Linked DNA regions of Mus musculus: regions 2, 3, 4, 5 and 6 are each linked to region 1. A link is a contact called in public Hi-C, HiChIP or PLAC-seq and promoter capture Hi-C data. All regions are on one chromosome and are shown on one strand. Each heading gives the region's core, a stretch centred on a gene start, on an enhancer-like site or on the middle of the called end of the contact. The rest is flanking DNA. Distances are from core to core; before and after follow the strand shown.

Region 1 (3,460 bases), core at 471-2,970:
TCAAACAGGAGAGGTAAAATTTTCATTTGCCCAGGAACTCTCATGCTCAAGGAAAACCAGTATAGCACTTAAAAAAAAAAAAAAAAAAAAAAAAGAGTCGTGTGCGCACTCCTTTAATCCCAGCGCTCAGGAGGCAGACACTGGCAGATCTCTGAGTTCCAGGTCAGCCTGGTCTACAAAGTGATTTCCAGGACAGCCAGAGCTACACAGAGAAACCCTGTTTCAGGAGAAAAAAAAAATGGAAACACATACAACAATGCCAGTGATTAAATTAAGGTCCACCCACACAGAAAGGATGTAACTCTGGCTGGCCTTGAACCCAAATTTAGCGTTGTTAATGTCCTCTTGTCTTGGCTTTTAGATGACAGGTCCCACCACACCCACCCAGAGATCTGACTTCTTCAAGACAAGCCAGATACATAGAAGACAGCAAAACAAGGTAGGTGCGTGCTCTGCAAACTCCTAATGTGAACTGTGGTCGGAGCCAATGGGACTGTCACTACATGACTCCACAGTTCAGGTCAGTCCCTAGTACTCCATCTCCCCTCTCCCTGATCAGCCACAGCCACAGGGCCTCAAGGAAATGAAGTAAAGACACCACGTGGATGGACAATTCTCTAAGCCGTGTCCTCACCTGCCTCTGTCACTGTTTTAAACCAGTCCAGCAGTTTCTCCAAGCAGGTGTCATCTGCCACCAGCTGTCTGGGATCTGCCAAAACAGCACAGAGAGCCGGGAGGAGCCTGGAGCATTCTGGGTCCATGATCAGGCAGGCAGTTCCTACAGAGGAAGGGAGAGGTCAGCCACAGATTTGATACCAACTACCCTAGTTACAGGCAGCCTAACTGGGGGATGGGCCCAGACAACTTCACGTGGACCAGAACTCTTTTTTTTTTTTTCCTGAGACAGAGTTTCTTTGTGTAGCCTTGGCTGTCCTGGAACTCACTCTGTAGACCAGGCTGGCCTCGAACTCAGGAATCCGCCTGCCTCTGCCTCCCAAGTGCTGGGATTAAAGGCAAGCCACCACTGCCCTGTGGACCAGAACTCTTAAGTCCACAAAGATGCTAAGCTCAGTCCAGGGGAACCTGGACAAGAGGATTGAGCCCTAGAAGCTGCTCTGTGGGTGAGGACAGGTTAGTCAGAGCCACAAGGCCTTTGCTGTCAAAGCCTGTTAACTTGGGGGTTTGGTGTTATGGGGTGGGGGTGTAGCTGTCTATTAACCTAGCTGCGAGAACAGTCAGGGGATCAGCCAGGTGCGCAGGAGACTGTTCACCCAGGCACCTGATCCCTAAATCCGTTCCCAACGGTCAAGAGAAACCTGGATGAGACAATCCTCCAAGCCACGGAGGAGTGCGCAGGAAGGTGGGTGTCACAGCCCAAGTCGATAGAGGCTGCAAGTGACAACCCCGCGGCCTCCAACTAAGTGTCTCTTCAAGACAGAAATATGCATCTTGGAGGGCAATGATTTTTGTGCTGTCTGGACCCTGACATGCATCGTCCGTACCTCCCAAATCCGGGTAAGAGGTGCGCTCTCGGCGACTGCGAGTTAGCCTAGGGGTTCTAATCCCGCCCCCGCATCCCTCCGCTACGGGAATTAGGCCCGAGAGTGCAAAATGCACCATTAGACTGCCTGGCCGAAGCTCGAACTCCGCCTTACCAGGATCTCCACCCCGGCCTGCGTGCGCCTCGCCCGCTGAGGTTCCGGTGTCTAAGGCAGGCCCCGCCTTCCCCTCCGCAAATTCCGCTTTACGCTGGCCGAGGCCCCGCCCTCCCCAGGTCCTGCCCCATCTCAGAGTTCGCTTCACGCAACGCGAGCCTGGCCCAACAGCACAGGCCCCGCCCCGCCGCGGGAATTGGCTCCACCTCGCCAGCTTCAAGTCTCACTCCGCCTTCAACGAGGCCCCACCCCTCAGACACCGCCCCTGACGGAAGTTCCTCTCCACGTTGCTATAGGCTCCGCCCCTCAGTGTTGCTCGGGTTTCCGTCTCCACAGGCCCCGCCCTAAGTCTGTACCACGTGACGGACATGGGGAGGGGTGTAAAGAGCGGGGTTGACGCGCTTGGAGACCAGTGATGACCCTGCCGTTCCGATCACCCCTAAGGTTCAAACCCTGTAAACGCGCTCCAGCTGTGTGCAGTTTGGCATTTTCACACTGTATCAATCTCTCGGAATTATCACGTCCCCGCCAGGGCGTTCTATGGTACGTGCCCACGCAGGCAGTGGGCGGAGCGTCCCCAGGCGGGCTCGGTGTGGGCGTGGCTTTCCGCTGGGAGGCAAGGCCTCGCTGGCCTCAGGCCACGTGTCTAGGCTTTTTTTTTTTTCCTTTGGTTTTTCGAGACAGGGTTTCTCTGTACAGCCCTGGCTGTCCTGGAACTCACTTTGTAGACCAGGCTGGCCTCGAACTCAGAAATCCGCCTGCCTCTGCCTCCGGAGTGCTGGGATTAAAGGCGTGCACCACCACACCCGCCTTGTGTCTAGGCTTTTAAGGTCTCCGAATTTTACTGGGTCTTCTAGCCCTTGCTTTCAGCTTTAGCGTTAGGTGTGGGCAGCAGCAGGTGAGTCAGCACAGCCGGTGCTGAAACCCTCGGTTCCCACAGCGGGTAGCGCTAAACTCCGGGGTCTAGAGTGTCAGGACCCTCCAGTCACCAAAGCCTGTATTTCTGTAGCTCTTCACAGCCCCAGTCCTCTATCCCCGCTTGCCTTCTGTCTGCCATCCATTGTTACCAACTCTTCACAACTTCAGCCTGCTCTTCTAATAAAGATTAAAAGTAGGCCATCGGGAACTAGAGAGATGGGTCAGTGGTAAAGAATACCTTTTACTCTTCCAGAGGAACAGAGTTTGGTTCCCAGCCCCGAGGTCTCACACACACACATACACACACACACACACACACACAATCTCTTTTAGGGCATGGTTCCCGAATGCCTAGAGATAGAGTAAGATAATGCTCATCTGCCCTGGAAATCAGACCTGTGAGCTTGGTTGTCTCTATCTTGGTAATGGGAGACCCCAGCATGTTGGGCTTCTGCAGAAAATATCACTGCAGGCTGGAGAGATGGCTCAGCTGTTGAGAGCACTGACTGCTCTTCCTAGAAGTCCTGAGTTCAATTCCCAGCAACCACATGGTGGCTCACAGCCATCTGTAACGGATTCTGGTGTATCTGAAGACAGCTACTGTGTAGTCATACACATTAAATAAATAAACAGGGTTTCACTGTGTAGCTCTGACTGTCCTGGAACTCTATAGACCAGGCTAGCCTCAAACTCAGAAATCTGCCTGCCTCTGCCTCTGCCTCTGCCTCCCAAGTGTTAGGATTAAAGGCATGTTCCACCACTGCCAGGCTAATAAATAAAATCTTAAAAAAAACAAAACCAAAAAACTACTCTGCGTTTACATACTGAGTCTGGGCTGTTATTCTTTGGCAAATCATGGGTCCTTAGACAAGCAAGAAAAAAAAAAC
Region 2 (3,011 bases), core at 235-2,734, 2.9 Mb after region 1:
ATGGCAGCACTGTGTAGGCAGAGGGGAGGGGGACTGACTGAGGAGCTGGTGAGATGGTTCAAGAATTAAGAGCACTGGCTTCCAGGGGTGCCTGTAACCACATGATGGCTCACAACTATCTATAAAGGGATCTGATGCTCTCTTCTGGCCTGCAGGTGTACATGCAGACTGAGCATTCACACATAAAAAAATGATGATGATGATGATAATGATAGAATAAATGAAAATTTCATTCCCTTTAATACGGAATTGATGGCTTTTTGACATTGCCTAATAGCCTATGAACTCCTGCCTATTCTCATGTTTTACCTGTTTTTAAGTTCACTTTGTGAGCACGCATCTGTGTTCTGCAGACCTTTTAAACGTTTAACAAGGAAAACAAGGAAAGAAATAAAGAAAGAATCAAAGAAAGAAAGATGTTCTACCTACCCTCACCAGATTTACTCTCAGAAGGAACTACCCAAACGAGACTTCCCACAGAACATTACAAATAAAATTCACAGTAAAGTGTATTGGCTCGGGGCGCGGTGGGGTGGGGGTTGGGGGAGGTGGTGGAAGAAACCCCGAAGATGTGTGGTCACCTGTGAGCAAAACAGTTTCTTTCGTGACATTAAATGTCATTTCTAAGCCGGGCGTGGTGGCGCACGCACTCGGGAGGCAGATTTCTGAGTTCGAGGCCAGCCTGGTCTACAAAGTGAGTTCCAGGACAGCCAGGGCTACACAGAGAAACCCTGTCTCGGAAAAAAAAAAAAAAAAAGTCATTTCTATCCTTGACCGCAATCTCTGGATCGCTCCCGCTCCCCCCAACCCCCGTGTCCCGACCTCAGGCTGCCCTCGGGGATGCTCTTGCTTCGAGGACCTTGTGCCCTAGGCCTTCGCAGGGCGGGCGCGCGTCCTTTCTGCTTACAGATAGCAAGATGCGGGGCCATGTATACTGAACCCCACAGCGGAGGGGAGGCCTTTGAGTGGTCTTCTACTTTTCCTCTCTCTTTACCAATTCTCTCCGCGACGGCCATTAAAAGCAGAGATCTCACCCAGGCAAACAACCCTCGCCTCCCCTCAGAGCGTCAAGTAACGCTTCGCTACTCTCCCGGACCAAGAACGCCACCATGGAAGCCTCTTCCCCTTTGCTCCCGCTCAGCCTCGCTGTCCCACAACGCCTCATTTCCCTCCGCAATACTGGGTTATTTTTTGTTGTTGTTGTTCTGAAGATTAGCGATTCTGAAGAGCAGGGGCTAAGGTCCGCTGTGGCTCCGAAGAGAAAATTTCTCCTCAGCCAACAGGTACCGAGAGTCACCACAACTAACACTTTCCTCTGCAGTCGCATAAAAGACAACTACCTTCTGGGGCGACGAGGACCTAAAGGTGAAGCGCAGCTAACGCTGTCGCAGCCATTCCGCACATCCCTTCCACCTCGAGCAACTTTTCCCGCCACCAGGAGAAGGCGCGAGGACACGGACAAATTCCGCCCCCAAGCGGCGTGCGCTCAGGTGCTGCGCGTGCGCAGTTGGAAGTTGCTTCTGCGTCTGCGCAGCCGGAGTAGCCCGCCATCTTAAGAACGAAAGCCTAGTGAAACTACAAGTTCCATAATCCTCGCTGACATCTTTAGTTCCGCGCCCCCCCCCCCATAATATCCTGCGAAGCGCCCTAGGCACTTCATTCTTATCTCTGCCTCAAATCGCTTTCTCTTTCCTGTTTTCGTGCTATCACTCCCTACCTTTTAGTTGTCGTCACCCTCTTAAATTTTGAAACCATCTTGAGCTCCCCCCTTGCCTCTACAGTGCTCTTTCCTGACAAATAGTCTGTGGACTGGGAAACTCCGCCAGCCATCAGTCTGAGGATTCTGCATAGAATCAGTGCTTCCCATTGGCCGAAACAGGAGCCCAAACAGGTCGATACCCTTTCCCGCCCACATTCGCGGTGTGTCTAGCTGCAGGGATAATGCTGTAAAATCCGCAACGCTAGCGGGTGGCGCTGAGGGACCGATACGCAGGCGCTGCACTATGGCAGCGGCGTCCGAGGCCTGACGTAGGTGTAGGGAGGAGAGGAAGGCGTAGTTCTCTAGATGTTTGTCCCTGGTGGAAGGAGGAGGGCCGCTTGAACAACTGGGCCATTTCAGGGGAAGAGGAGTTTGGACAATCTCGATGTTTTAGTACTTGTTTGTTTTCAATTCAGAAAATATATTAAATAATATATTGCATTTTATTGATAACAGTTCTTGAGACAATGGTCTCGATTCCTTAGCCTACTTTATCATCCTCTCCTCAGGTTCTCCTAAGTCCTAATTCTAATGAGATAGGCTGGGGGCGGGGGGAAGGGGTGGGGAAAAGACCAGCGATCGCTCATGAATAATTCATGAGCCCGCCTCTTTCGCTGGGAATGCACGCCCCTTGGAAACGTGCTGACGCACGCTGCGTGTAATGAACCTAAGGAAACGACGTCACACTCCCCGCCCCTAGAGCGGAGGGGGCGGAACATCATCTCCAGCACGTGTTGCCCCTTCAACCCGCGCAAGTCCAAAAGGACTGTGCGCAGGCGCTCTCCAGGAGGGGCGGGGATGGGGGAGGAAGGAGGCGGGGCAGGGAGGTTGTTGGGTTTAGAGCCGGGCGGAGACGGCGGAGCCTCATTCCTCAGGAACAAGGGTCGGGTGTCAAGGAGACCTTTTCACACCAGCTCCCGTTCCCCGCCTACGGTGGGTGGGATCGCACGGCAGAGACAAAGGATATCAGTAGGGCTTGGACTTAGCAGCGAAGGGAAGTCGGGTGTCCGTGTGGGGCGGTGGGCGTCTCGGGCTGGGGGAGGGTGAGGTAATTAGGGAGGGGGGCTGTATTTAAACTCTCGGAGCCGTTAAGTTGGTTCGCACTCCCGATGCGCGCGCAGCCTGGGTGGTGGCGGAGCGCGCATGCGTGGGTCCTGGGCGAGCGGGACGCGCGCCCGTCGTGCGCGCTCGCGGCAGAGTGGTAGTGGCGGAGAAAAGGGAGTCGGCGCACGCGCAGTTGGTTCCTCGGCTT
Region 3 (3,154 bases), core at 269-2,768, 2.6 Mb before region 1:
AGGCATTGAAGGCTATTTGCTAACACTCTGGTTTTCTGCCCACAGCATCTGTTCCTGGCATTTCCAAGGATTGTCTTCCTACTGGGCTTTGTCATCGTTTTGAGCATGCTCCTGGCTGGCTACTTGTGCTTTGCTCTGTACCTGGCTGCCACCAACCAGACCACAAATGAATGGTATAAAGGCGACTGGGCCTGGTGCCAGCGCTGGCCTCTGGTGGCTTGGTCCCCATCAGCTGAGCCCCGGATCCACCAGAACATTCACTCCCACGGGTTTAGGAGCAACCTTCGAGAGATCTTTCTACCTGCTACCCCCAGTTACAAGAAAAAGGAGAAATAGAGCGGAAGTGCCCTGCCTTTTAAATACAGTGCACACCTATTTGTACACATGGATATTTGTTTTCTCATCATTGTCTGTGTTGGTTTCTGCTGTGTGGGCGTGAGTGGGCTTTAGTGGGGAAAAAGAGATGGGAAGCTAGGCTTGCTGAGTTCTCGTGTCTCCCAGGGCAGATTTCCCTCCTGCCTATATTCTGCTAGATCCAGTAACTTCTGAGGTCCTAGTGTGAGAAGGGTCAAGAGATGTCCAAGGCTCTGGGTGACAAGGAGGCCTTTGCCTCTTTCACTGCACCCTTGGGCGCCTGAACTAGGACCATAAAGTCTGTTCCCTGATGTACAAGAGAGTCTCTGGGCTGTGCCCAGCTGCACTCTCTCCCTGGTCTGTTCTTTCCCAGGCAGGGGCCCTTTATCATCTTAACTAAATCCTCTCAGCCATAGGCCTCTTAGTCATTGTATTTGTGAGCCACACGCAAGACTTTTCCATTCTGTTTAAAATCTCTACTCCCCGATGGGCGGTGGTGGTGCACACCTTTGATCACAGTACTCAGGAGGCAGAGGAACGTGGATCTCTGAGTTTGAGACCAGCCTGGTCTACACAGTGAGTTACAGGACAGCCAGGGTTACACTGAGTACCCCTGACTCGAAAAACCAAAAGAAAAAAAAAAATCTCCAGTCTTCATTAACAGCTAGTTTAGTATAAATTGTAAATAAACCATCGCCCATAGATTGTATAGAAATCTTGAGCTGGGGAGTGGGAGTGTTGTAGGGTGGGAGGGTTTTCAGGAACAGGGAGCACGTGGGCTAAACCTTGTACTAAGATTCCCATAGTCCTCCTGGGCTGGGCTAGAGCATAGCAGTTAAGAGGGTCCAGGAGTCAGGAGAGAATTTGGAAACACTGACCCTGGAACAGAAGGATCAGGGCGTGGGGGTGCTTACAAGCATCATTTGTCCTAGTAGTCGCCCCACTCCCGGGGGCGATCAGAGCACGTCCTGGTTGGAGGGGAGCATGAGAAGGCTTGGGTGCGTGGTGCCGGCTCAGAACACCTCCGAGTGTCTGATAATCAAACACCTCTGAAGCCGGAGAAACTCTTGCGAAGACGGCGGGGCGGGGCCTCGTGCTTGCCCGTGCGGGCTTCACCGCCAGGGGGCGCCCACGAGAGCGCGCGGCCGCAGCCCGAGCTTGGCCCCTGCGGGCCGCCGTCGCCATTCAGCCGCCGGTTCGGCCGAGCGGCGTCGGCTCCCGCGGCTCTGGGCGGCGCCGCAGTCGGACCCCAGGATACTCGCTGGCCCGTGGCGGCGGCGGCAGCGGCGACGATGGTCCCCTGAGCGGGTTGGCGCCTGTTAGAGGCGGGCGGGCGCCGCGACCCTGCCCGCGTCGGGGCCCAGGCCGGTCGCGCCTCTTTGTCTCCGGGCGGAAGTAGGACTCGCGGCGGGGACAGGGCGGCCGCACCATGAGCGACATCCGCCACTCGCTGCTGCGGCGCGACGCGCTGAGCGCCGCCAAGGAGGTGCTGTACCACCTGGACATCTACTTCAGCAGCCAGCTGCAGAGCGCGCCGTTGCCCATCGTGGACAAGGGCTCCGTGGAGCTGCTGGAGGAGTTCGTGTTCCAAGTGCCCAAGGAGCGCGGCGCGCAGCCCAAGGTGCCCGCCCCGGCCGTGCCCTCGCTCGGTGACAGGAGCTCGCCCCGAGGTCTCGCTCCTCTTTCCGCTCCCCCGGCCTTGCAGTCCAGCGGCGTTGCTCAGCCGCGTGCCCGTTTCGCAGGCGTGTGACAGTCGCCCACCAATGAATGATCCGGGGTGGTGGCTTTGTGAACTGGCTACTTAACATCCCTCTGGGATGTCGCTTAACTAGATGCAGGGTTTTTTCCTTTGCTTATTCATAGAGTTAAGCCCCCCCGGGCTTAGGCTTCTGAAGGGTGAAAAAAATACACCCTGGGAAAAAGAATAGATCTGTTTTCCTTTTTCAAACACTGTCTTTCTGTGTACCATGTATCTCGGGCCAGCCTGAAACTCATTATCGGCTAGACTCAGCCTCGTGTGCGCTGGGATTCTAAGCATCCACTTCCCTAATCTCTTAGGGTGGGAGCTAAGGGGCAGGTGGAGGCCCTCTTCTCACAGCTTCTCTTCCGGGTTTGTTTTTACAGAGACTGAATTCCCTCCAGGAGCTCCAGCTTCTTGAAATCATGTGCAGTTACTTCCAGGAGCAAAGCAAGGACTCTGTGCGGCAGATCATTTTCTCCTCCCTTTTCAGCCCCCAAGGGAACAAAGCCGACGACAGCCGAATGAGCTTGTTGGGAAAGCTGGTCTCCATGGCCGTGGCCGTGTGTCGGATCCCCGTGTTGGAATGTGCGGCCTCCTGGCTCCAGGTACTGCTCTCGAAATAGCGTCTCCCACAGTCTCCGTAGACAGGATAACAAGAGTTTGGATGTTCGTAGAGGTCTTTTACACGTGCGTGATGTCATCGATCATCCCTGCCTGGGTGCTACACCCAGTCCCGTTTTTTTTATGGAGCAAACATTTTTTTTGTTTCTTTGATTGACTTTTTTTTTTTGAAAAAAGAATTTGGTATGTAGCCCAAGCTGAATTCAACCCTCATGACCCTTCTACCTGAGTCTCTTGAGGATTATAGGGTCCACGTGTCTGGCTCTGGAATTGTAGCCTTCTTGTACACAAAGTAGTAAAATTAGGATTTGTTTCATTTTGAAACAGGTTCTGATTATGTAGCCTGGGCTGTCCTGGATCTCAAAATGTAGACCAGGCTGGCCTTGAACTCAACCCAGACCAGGTGTCTCTGCCTCCCTAGCATTTGCTATTAAAGGT
Region 4 (3,200 bases), core at 131-2,630, 2.5 Mb before region 1:
AGGACGTTAAGTGTCTAGTTTCTAAAGCCTGAGGCAATAGAGCCCTAGGTCAGGACTTGGAGCTGAAAGCCTGTAGGCCTGCTGGTCCAGCCAGTAGACCTAGGATGGCCCACACAGGTTGAGCTTCTCCTATCTGTGCAGAGCAGAAGGATCTCAGTCTGTTGACTGGCAACCCTTGTTCCGTATGTGTGTACAAACCGAAATCTTCTCTCAATACAAAAATTATATGAGCTTGAATGTCCTCACTGCAAGCAAGGAATTCCTTTTCTGAAAGGCCTGAGTCCCATCTGTGCAATGTAAACCTGGAGAAAAGAGTGTTCCTATCTCCCTGTCACCTGGGGAGTTTAGCCCAGGCCCCTCATTCAGAGACGTAACCCCTGCTTGCCACGGGGAAGGGAAGCTTTTGGTTTAAGAGATAGGAGCCAGCTCAGGTGGGCACCTCAGTGACCAGGTGAGGTGAGAACCTGGGAGAAGGTGCCCCATGGCAGTGCAGGCCTTCCGAGGAGGAGGGCTCACCCTTTCTCCTGAGACCATGTGTGCCCTGCAGCATCTGAGAGGGATTCGTGATGCTTCTGTCTCCTGCTGGTTGCTCAGCAGTTTATTACCTAGGGTTGGCGCTCCAAGGCGCTTGGTGCTTCTGGGATGAAAACGTTACTCTCTGCATCGGCGCAGAGAACTTTTTCTATTGACAGGCTTTGTTATTAATTTTGACGCCAACGTCTTTATGAAGAACTAGGCCAAGAACGTCGTTGCATTAATTCAATAAGAAATCGAGGAGCCGTTCATCATAATGTAACCATCGTTGAAAACTGTCATTGTCGCCCGGCCCTAAATATCACCTTTCAGAGATCACATTGCAGGTAGGTGTTTTCTTCTTTCTGTGTTCTCTTTCTGGTTCTGTTTTTTAGAGTTTCTGGGCATTAGACGTATGTTCTAGAAACCCACCATTAGTGTTTGTGCCTCCTTCTTTGTAAAGCACAGCTGGTTATTTCTTGTACCTAGTACTTCAAGGAAGTTTGGTTAATCGAGAATGACACTCAGTTTTCTTTCCTTCTAACACAATCTTCCTCTTATTTTAGGAGTCCTGAGCCAGGGACAAGACTTGGGACTTCACGCAGCAGGCCGTTTCTCCAGGCTCAAAGGGAGTGAGGACAAACAAGAAGGTAAGAGCATGGCTGGAGGCAGCCATTGCTCTCAGAGCACCTCCCCCAAACTGCTGGGAGGAGGTAAGTTCTTGCGCGAGGATCCCTAGATGCAGTGGCGCGCGAAGGCGTCTGGGACACAGAGTTTCTGTGCAATTCTTGGGGAGAAAGGAGAGCCTTGGAACTCGGACTTCCGGGAAGATGCTGCACATGCGCGTCGCGGCCTGTGCGCGTGCCCGCGCTTGCGCTGGGCCACTGCGCCGTGGTGACTTCCTGCAGGTCTGGTGTGTCGAGGCTACCTTCCCTCCCGCAGCCTTTGCGTTCGCTAAGCTGGAGTTGCCGAGCCTGCAGGGCCGAGGCCGGAGCTTCCGGGGCGGCAGCGAACAGACTCGGCTGTGCGGGCTAGGGAGGCCTAGCGAGAGCTCGGCGCGGAGGCTGACAGGGGCAGCGGAGACGCCTGCTCGGTGAGGCCCGAGGGCGCAGAGCGATCGGGGCTGCGGGAGGGATGCTGGGCACAGATGGTGCCCAGTCAGTTCACCCGGGCACCCCGCTGTCCCCAGCTTGCGGCGCCTGGGAGGGTCGAGGTGGTCGGGCTGACAGCGGGACAGCTGCATCGCTTTGGGCTGCACGGTCAGTCCCGAGGACAGAGTGCAGGCACTGAAGAACTCAAGGGCTCCAGATTCCCACGGTGTCACTCAGCGTCCATCAGCTCTCTTGCTCTGTCTGTGGTCCCCCCCCCCCCCGAGTCTGCCCTTGAGGCATCGTAATGGTCTAGTGCTCAAAATCTGCTTTTACTTCTTTCTGCTCGTGAAGGAAGACTGAGTCTGCGACAGGTGTGAGACTTAATCAAGGTTGTGTTGAAATGAGTGCCATTGTTTTCTAGTTTCTTCCCTTAGTCCCTTTTTAAGATATGCAGCAGTAACCAAGTTTAGTTGGATAGTTTGAAAACAAACCACGCTTTATCCCTGTTTGTCGGACGTCTATCCATCTGGACCATTTTTCCTTTTTGTGTTTTAGTTTTTTTGAGGCGTGGATTCCTTGTGGCACATATTGTTCTGGTAGTGGGTGATCCTCCCGTCTCCGCCTCCAGAGAGTTGGGATTGCATGTATGTCACCTCATGGAACATGGATCCCAGATATATATATATATAGTGCCCAGAATCCTCATTCACTGTGACATATTTTGCAACAGTTTGAATAGGAAATAAAATAAGTACCCTTGTTTCCCCCACCTTTACACCAAATGCCCGTGGATAAAAAGAAGGCAGCGTAGTGTTCATCATAGAACTGTACCCGCCCCCCCTCGCCTCCCACCCCCCATTCCACCTGTTGGAGTTAGGTTTGTGATTTCCTTCCTATCACCTCTGCAGTGTGTATAAGCTGCGATTTCACTTGGTGGTTCCCAGGCGAGAGACATGTCCCTGTGTAGACCAGTTAATCTCCGATTTCAGCGAGCTTTTCCTCCAGCAGGTCAGTCAGCAGTGTCTACAGTTCCCCCAAGAGGAGCAGAACATGAGCAGATCAAAGGTAAGTTTTTCCCGTTTGTAATTTTTTTTTTTCTGACTCCTTTGTAATGTATTTTGGAAGACTTACTCAAAGGTCTGTTCTTGAATGGTAGTGGAGTGGTCTCTAAAGGGATCTGACGCCCTCTTCTGGCATGCAGGTGTACATGCAGCAGAGCATCCATACATAGAATAATTAATAAGTAAGTAGGATGGTCGTGGAGAAAGGAGTGAATAAAGGTGATTGTAATATAAAATACACCCGAGTGGCAGGCTGTCATGACCTGTTGTGTAGGCAGTCTGATAACTTTAGGCTAATGGAGTTACTTGGCAGAGTTAGAAAAAGGAAAATCGTATCCATCCCATCACCTGCAGCTGCTCGTGGGAGGTGCCGTTTTTTGTACCTTATAGGAGGCAAAGACTTGCTAGGATTTGGACATCTTCCTTTAGTCAGGTTGGGATGATTTTTGCATTTTGAAAATTTACCTTGACAAGAGCAGCTTGAGGGAGAAAGGGCTTATTCTGCTCACAGTGGCAGAGTACAGTCCACCACGGT
Region 5 (3,295 bases), core at 82-2,581, 2.5 Mb after region 1:
TCCCCTCCACTTTGTGGTGTCAGCCTTTAACTGCTAGGCAAGTTCAGGAGTCTGTTCTACAGCCCTGACTGATCAGTACTGGCTTGATTACAATACCTTTTTGTCATCTGCATTGACCTAGTGCTTGAGTTATGGTGGATCTATATTGGATTTAGCAGATTCTACAACAAGTAGAAGATACCTGATCTCCACACATGTGCAGTGATGTGGGCAAATACACACACACACACACACACACACGTGAATAAATAAACTTAAAAAGACCAAAGTTTTTGGGCTTTACCAGCACTTCATCCAGGAGTTCGTAGACAAGCGCCACATTGCGTGAGATGGTTCCCTCATTGAGTGAGCCACAGTAGTCACCCAAGAGAGTGGCTAGCCTAAGGAAACACAGCAAATTATGTGTGAATAAACCTCACACGCCCTCCTTCTTAAGTGCCTGTCCCAACTCTACTCACCGGGAAAGCAGCTCCAGAAGGCTGAAAGGAGAGACGTTTTCTAAGGTTGTGGCCACCAAATAGAGCCCACTGTGTCTGATGTGAATAAAATGACGATCACCGTGATACTGAGGCAGAGTTGAGGACAGAGGCCATTAAGAAAAGACCAGAATTGTAGTAAGGAAACCTGCAAGATGGCACCCTGAGGTCTACTAGTGATGGGCGATGCCCCAGATCTAAGACCTGGCCGCCTAACGTGGAAAGGTAGTATCTACCTCTCAAAGTTGTTGATAGTCAAAAAATAGGGTGCATGGCTCTGTAACTGGCTTCTTGTTAGTACTCAAAACATTTATAAACAAATCCTCCCCACACACACACCCCCGCCCCCAAGCTTCCTACCAAGCTGCCCTTGACAGGGAGGAGGCACTCACCCACCTCCACAGTTCTAAGGCCCTGCACACCAACCACAGTAGTTACCATGACAACCGGGGACTCGCCTCCAGGCAGTCCCGTCAGCTTCCGGTAGAAGAGCTCTGCCACATCACGACCACCACTGTCCCCGCGGACTAGCCAGGTGGAAAGATAGTTAAGGAACAGGCGACACAGACTGATCTGGATTCGATTTCTACCCAGCTACCCTACCCCGTCTCCCGGGTCAAAGGATACAGTCTTTATAGATGAGCGGATCCCCCTTGGAAGACAGAATGAAGAACTGGGAAATCATGGCGGTTCTGGAGGATAGACGAGAACACGGTGAAAGTTGAACCCACCCCGCCTTGTGGACGCGGAACAAAAGGCCGCACGGAGGCTGGCGCTTTAAGAAACACTCCTCCCACACACACACTCGCGAGCATTAATTTCGAACCGCGGGAAACAGGGTGTCCAACCCGCCAGGATCTGGCAATCTTTCAACGGCCCGCCCTCAAGCCCCTTGTCATTCAATCTAGACTCGTCCATTGATTGGTTAAAGTTAGGGGCTGGCAGCAGTTGGGAACCCCCTATCTGATTGGCGGGTTCTCAGCCGCACGGGTCACATGGGTGACGACGTTTCGCGCCAATTTCGGTTGGCCGGCTACGTCCCGCCGCGCGTTCGTTTTCTGCTTCCCCAGAGAGAGATTTTTGAGCCCTTCAAGTCCTGCCACACCGTCCCCGGCAGCGATGGCGCTTAAGGACTACGCGATCGAAAAAGGTGAAGATCTATAGGGCTGGGGGCGGCGTCCTCGGAGGGAAACTTCTACCTGCACCTGTTGAGGGGTGCTGGAGTCTTGGGGTCGGGCGGGGGAGGGGGAGTGAGCCGGGATCTGTGACTCCGAGGACAGGCGAACTGCGCCTGCAATAAGCAGTGGGCGTCAAGGATGGAGGAAGCAATCCTCCTTGGAAAAGGTGATGTGTTTGTGTTATGGAGAGAACCCAGTGGAGTCCACAAAGGAGGGGCGCGCTCGGTAGAGACCGGGTGACTTGGTTCAATGCATTCAATACGTGACCCAAGGGACTAGGTTACTGGGCCAGCCTCTGCTGCTCGGGGCGCTAGCGAATTCCCGCGTCCACTGGAGACTGGCCGAAGTCCAGAGGCGGGGCTTGCCAGACCGCTACGCGCCGCGATTGGTTGTTTTCGGCCGCCCTCCAAGCGGAAGTAGAGGCGGGCGGAAGTGGCGCTACCCGATCTTGGGACTGTCGTGTGTAAACAGTGTCCTTCCGCGCGGTGGCCTCGGAGATAGCTGCAGTAGGTAGGGGCGTGCCTAGAATTGGGAGGCTAAGCGCCCGGTGGCGAAAGGTGGCAGTGTGGTGGACCCGAATGGCCCTTTGGCGTTCTGGCCAATCCCCGCTCGGCCACCCGTCTCGGGCGGAGGAATCCTGGGCTGTGAGGCGGCTGGAATCTGGGCCCATGTGCTTCTTTGTTTACTAAGAGCGGAAGCAGTGGCGGGAGCCGGGCATGAGTGCAGAGGAGGCCTAGTGGCGGACGTCCTGGCGGGAGCCTAAGAAAAAGAGTTGTACTGGTAGAGCGAGAGCCGAGGACCTTAAGTCGATTGGGAGCGAGCTGAGAGAATTGAAGAAACTGAGATTCCTAATTAAGACAGAGTGTGGAATTCTCTTGGGAAGGTTGGGTAAGACTCTTGTAGCTGCCCGAAGACCTATATTCTTCTCTGTGTAAAAACGGACTTGTGAAAAGGAACACTGCCTACTTTGGGGAGAACTTGGTCGATTTGTTTTCAATGTTCATTTAACTAACTAGTTCATAGGTTTCGTCTTAAGTGAAAGTGGGTTTCTTAGGTTTCTGTTAAGAGTTTGAAATAAAGAATCTAAAAGGAAAGTTGATTGTTTATTTTATTTATTTTTACATTATTTTGTTACATTATTGTGTGTGTGAGATCGCACGGGCATATCATAGTGCTGGACACCCGCAGGACTCTGTTCTCTTCCAACCTGTGGGTGGGCCCTAGGGATTGAACTCTAGTCCTTGGCAGCAGTGGTCTTTACACCTCACTGCAAAGACTTGGTTTTTATTTTATATTTGTAGAAAAAGTTAAGAAGTTCCTCCAAGAGTTTTATTACGAGAATGAGCTTGGAAAGAAGCAGTTCAAGTATGGGACCCAGTTGGTAAGTCTCAGGATTGGTTCTGGGGAGTGGCGTGGCGTGTTAAGAACTTGTATAAGGTTATCTCAAGTCTGGCTATCAGTGAATGACTTGATTCTGATTGTTTTTATACAAAGTTGGGTTTTTGTTTTGTTTTTAGCTTAAGGGTTTTCTTAGATGTTTTAGTCGTGTTTATTCCTATGTGTTTGTGCTCACAGGGGCATGCCATAGCATGTGTAGAGGTCAAAAGGACAATTTGTGGAAGTCTGTTCTCCCACCATGTG
Region 6 (3,170 bases), core at 212-2,711, 2.0 Mb before region 1:
TGAGCCAGACTTGTCCTCTTTTTCAACCTGAGAGCTTTGGGCATTTTCACAGATAATGTATGAAGTCATCTAATGCTTGGTATGTGAACCTCCAACCCAGACCCAGTGCAGGCCACCTCTCCTCCCATTCACTTTGTGGAATTTTATTTCCAGATTTCTCCGGCAGCAACTTCTAGCTTTGAAAGGAAACCTTGTCACTGGGGCAGCTCTATGTAGAACATCCTCTAGTCCAGACAGCGGGACACATGCATGATTCTGGGGGTGCCTCAGAAGATAGCAGAAGATATTTTAGTCTCTTATTGCCATCTCTTAGGTCATGATCATCACCAGCAAATGGTAACAGGTTTCCCTCGCCAACTTACCTCTTAATGTCTTTCAGAGACACAAGTTTCTCAAAATTTACTTCAGTGGTATCCAGCGTGAGGTATCAAACATACGGACTGTTACTAGATCACTAGACTGCTTCTCGTCATGGAAGCCAACATTACTTGAGGACCAGACTCCTCTGTAAGAGCAGCAAGCACTCTTAGCTGCTGAATGAGCTCTCGCTACAGCTCCTGTTACACTTTTATGTAGGTGGGTCTTTTGCCCACGTGTGTGCATGTATGTGCACCAGTTGTGTGCCTGGTGCCCATGGAGGCCAGAAGAAAGCATCAGATTCCATGGAGCTGGAGGTATAGATGGTGTGAGCCACCATACGGGTGCTGGATATTAAATTTAGGTCCTCTGGAAGATCAGCCAGTGCTCTTAACCACTAAGCCGTCTGTCTAGCCAGTGTCCCCTCACCCCCACCCCATACTTGTAATGTCTGTAGGGTTGGTAGTAATTTTTCTTCTCTTATTGCTGATATACTCTCCCTTGATCAGCCTGGCTAGAACTTACCTGTTTCATTAATTCCCCTCTCCCATTCATTCATTCATTCACATTTATTTATTTATTTGTATGCATGCATTCATGTGTGCGTGTGGACATGTACTTGTGTGAAGTACGTAGTGCTTGTGTGACGATCAGAAGACAGCTTTCTGGAGTCGGTTCTCTCCACCGTGTGGGTTCCAGGGATTGAGTCCAGGTCCTCAGGCCTGATTGATGGACAAGCTTCCTTACTTACTGATTGCTGATCCTTGCTTCCTTTGCTTTCTTTGGGCGTGTCAGTCATTTGTAGCCACTTCCTGTTTTTTCAGAGTAGCCTCTTAGGTCACTGATTTGAGACCTTATTCTTTTCCAAAAGAAGCGTTTGTTCAGAGATCCAAACCTCTCTGAAGACACAGCCTCAGTTTCATCTCCCACGTTTTGATGCGTGCGGATTCTCATTATTCAGGGACCATTCTGAATCTCTCTTGTGATCTCTGCTTTGATCCATTGATGACTCAGAAAGTTATTTATTCTCCAGACATCTGAGGGTAGTTGCTTGGTCTTCTTGCAGATCTCTGCTTGGCTCCCATTCTAGTTGGAAAGTACATTCAATAATTTCAATGAAAAAGGAAATTAATTTGAAACTCTATGGTACTTCTTAGGAGGTAAACGCGTAATGTGTACTGACACTCTGTTAACCATTTAGTCACGCCCGCGTGGTTCTCTACAGTTCACACTTACTCTTTTCCGTTGTACTAGAGATAAGCGTTAAGATCTGCAACTGGAACCTGCACAGTTCACTACCGCTCCTTTTAATTCTGTCAGTTTCTGCTTTATGTATTTGTAGTTCTGTTATTGAGCACACGCAAGTTTTTGATTATTTTGTTAGTTCTTGATCTTCACTGTTGAGAAGTATTCCTTTCTCTTCTCTGGGATTATATTTTGTTCTAAAATCCACTTTTATCTGACACTCCATAGTTATTCTGGTTTTTTTTTTTTTTTTCAGTTTTCTAAAAACAAGTATTATGATCATGTAGGTGATGTGTATAAGGGACATGTATTTCACGGTGCATGAAGGAAGGAGAGATCTTCATACATGTACTGTGCATCTACCTGTCTCCCTTCATCCCTCCCTCCCTCCCTCCCTCCCTCCCTCCCTCCCTCTCTCCCTGCAAGCAATTAAATAAATAGATCCTCTAGTTCTAGCCAACCATTTCTTTCTTCTTCTTGTATTTACCTATTTCTGACAGTATGTAGAATGAGGTAGGCCCTGTAGTACGTAGCCCTGTGTGTAGCACCTTTCATTTTGATTTTGAAGTTCATCATAGTAACGGTTGCTAGGACGCCATGTTTTTATATAGCTCCGTGGTACAGCTCTGAGACACATCTGCTTGCTAGTGGATGCATATTTGAGTTGTTTCTATTTTTAGGCTTTTGTAGCTAATGCTACTCTTTCAACTGTCTGTGTGCTGGGTTTGTGTGTGAGAGGAAACGTTTTAATTCTCCTGTACTCAAATTGCTGGGCAATTTGTAAAGTTCCTTTAGCCTTTTGAGGAACTAATAAACTTTTCCCTTTTTGTTCTTAAATATTCTTTTTAATTGCATATGTGAGAGAGAGAGAGTATATGCACATGTGTGTGGTGCACAGTGGCCAGAGGTGTTGCCAGGAGCTGGAGTTACAGGTGACTCCCATGTGGATCCTGGAAACTGAACTTGGGTCCTCTACAAGAGTGGTACATGCTCTTTTTATTTTTTTTGGTTTTTTTGAGACAGAGTTTCTCTGTATAGCCCTGGCTGTCCTGGAACTCACTTTGTAGACCAGGCTGGCCTCGAACTCAGAAATCCGCCTGCCTCTGCCTCCCGAGTGCTGGGATTAAAGGCTTGTACCACCACGTCCGGCTTTGGTACAAGCTCTTAAGCATGAGCATCTTACTGGCTGTCCTAGCTACCTTTCTGTTGTTGTGATAAACTATCCTGATAAAAGACAAGAAGAAACAGTTTATTTTAGCTCATAGTTTACAGTCTGCAGGGCAGTCAAGGTAGCAGGAACTTCAAAAGACTGATCCCATTTCAACCACAATCAAGAAGCAAAGAGAAAAATGAATGCGTGAGCTTTGGCGCTCAGCTTACCTCCTCTTGCTTAGGGAATGATGCTGCCCCCAGTAGGCCGCAGCTCCTACCTCAGTTATCCTAATAAAGACTATCCCCACAGATGTGCCCATGGGCCAACCTGATCTACATAATCCTTCATTGAGACTCTTCCCAGGAGTTTGGATCACAGCTGAGTTGACCTATCAGGACTTGTCTTAGTCAGACCC

What was found. Promoter capture Hi-C pulls out the DNA fragments that hold promoters and counts their contacts. Hi-C and Micro-C count contacts between places; a contact is called where the count stands out from the background. HiChIP or PLAC-seq counts read pairs in DNA pulled down with a chosen protein or histone mark.
Region 2: a Hi-C map of B cells shows a contact between it and region 1, with 7 read pairs. The contact joins the promoter of Zcwpw1 here to the promoter of Brat1 in region 1. A contact is called at or near these places in 1 of 39 promoter capture datasets (liver), 2 of 484 Hi-C or Micro-C datasets (B cells and rod photoreceptor) and 1 of 9 other capture datasets (adipose tissue).
Region 3: a contact with region 1 is called in a Hi-C map of B cells, with 7 read pairs. The contact joins the promoter of E130309D02Rik here to the promoter of Brat1 in region 1. A contact is called at or near these places in 1 of 484 Hi-C or Micro-C datasets (B cells) and 1 of 115 datasets of contacts at active chromatin or transcription factors (astrocytes).
Region 4: a contact with region 1 is called in an H3K27ac HiChIP or PLAC-seq map of large pre-B cells, with 6 times the contacts expected there. The contact joins the promoter of Rbak here to the promoter of Brat1 in region 1. A contact is called at or near these places in 1 of 39 promoter capture datasets (liver) and 1 of 115 datasets of contacts at active chromatin or transcription factors (large pre-B cells).
Region 5: a contact with region 1 is called in a promoter capture Hi-C map of the 3T3-L1 cell line, with 4 times the contacts expected there. The contact joins the promoter of Ap4m1 here to the promoter of Brat1 in region 1. A contact is called at or near these places in 3 of 39 promoter capture datasets (the 3T3-L1 cell line, liver and pre-B cells) and 1 of 9 other capture datasets (liver).
Region 6: a contact with region 1 is called in an H3K27ac HiChIP or PLAC-seq map of large pre-B cells, with 5 times the contacts expected there. The contact joins the enhancer-like site here to the promoter of Brat1 in region 1. A contact is called at or near these places in 4 of 39 promoter capture datasets (the 3T3-L1 cell line, the C10 cell line, cranial neural crest and 1 more) and 2 of 115 datasets of contacts at active chromatin or transcription factors (large pre-B cells and stem cell-derived neural progenitor cells).

Annotation. Positions count from the first base shown.
Region 1 is chr5:140,703,271-140,706,730 of GRCm38.p6, reverse strand. Brat1 (BRCA1-associated ATM activator 1) reads right to left here and starts at 1,720. Exons shown (of 14, transcript NM_181066.3): 1 at 1,656-1,720; 2 at 635-778. The coding sequence starts at 761.
Region 2 is chr5:137,786,275-137,789,285 of GRCm38.p6, reverse strand. It overlaps Zcwpw1 (zinc finger, CW type with PWWP domain 1), which reads right to left and starts at 1,484. Exons shown (of 17, transcript NM_001005426.2): 1 at 1,341-1,484. It overlaps Mepce (methylphosphate capping enzyme), which reads left to right and starts at 2,585. Exons shown (of 4, transcript NM_144913.3): 1 at 2,585-3,011.
Region 3 is chr5:143,313,724-143,316,877 of GRCm38.p6, reverse strand. E130309D02Rik (RIKEN cDNA E130309D02 gene) reads left to right here and starts at 1,518. Exons shown (of 6, transcript NM_172726.4): 1 at 1,518-1,975; 2 at 2,479-2,700. The coding sequence starts at 1,784. It overlaps Zdhhc4 (zinc finger, DHHC domain containing 4), which reads left to right. Exons shown (of 8, transcript NM_028379.5): 8 at 46-389. The coding sequence ends at 336.
Region 4 is chr5:143,178,955-143,182,154 of GRCm38.p6, reverse strand. It overlaps Rbak (RB-associated KRAB zinc finger), which reads left to right and starts at 1,380. Exons shown (of 5, transcript NM_001045482.2): 1 at 1,380-1,606; 2 at 2,613-2,669. The coding sequence starts at 2,655. It overlaps Spdye4b (speedy/RINGO cell cycle regulator family, member E4B), which reads right to left and starts at 1,138. Exons shown (of 8, transcript NM_001384193.1): 1 at 517-1,138. The coding sequence starts at 534.
Region 5 is chr5:138,170,057-138,173,351 of GRCm38.p6, reverse strand. Ap4m1 (adaptor-related protein complex AP-4, mu 1) reads right to left here and starts at 1,331. Exons shown (of 15, transcript NM_021392.4): 1 at 1,104-1,331; 2 at 915-1,003; 3 at 459-565; 4 at 284-380. The coding sequence starts at 1,161. Mcm7 (minichromosome maintenance complex component 7) reads left to right here and starts at 1,469. Exons shown (of 15, transcript NM_008568.3): 1 at 1,469-1,626; 2 at 2,956-3,035. The coding sequence starts at 1,596.
Region 6 is chr5:142,745,407-142,748,576 of GRCm38.p6, reverse strand. The region is part of intron 16 of Tnrc18 (trinucleotide repeat containing 18); the gene reads left to right. Among named protein-coding and RNA genes, the nearest start is that of Slc29a4, 45 kb to the right of the region's middle. Within about 2 kb of position 1,461, at least 7 of the 459 cell types and tissues checked have an H3K27ac peak or open chromatin away from gene starts, as enhancers often do.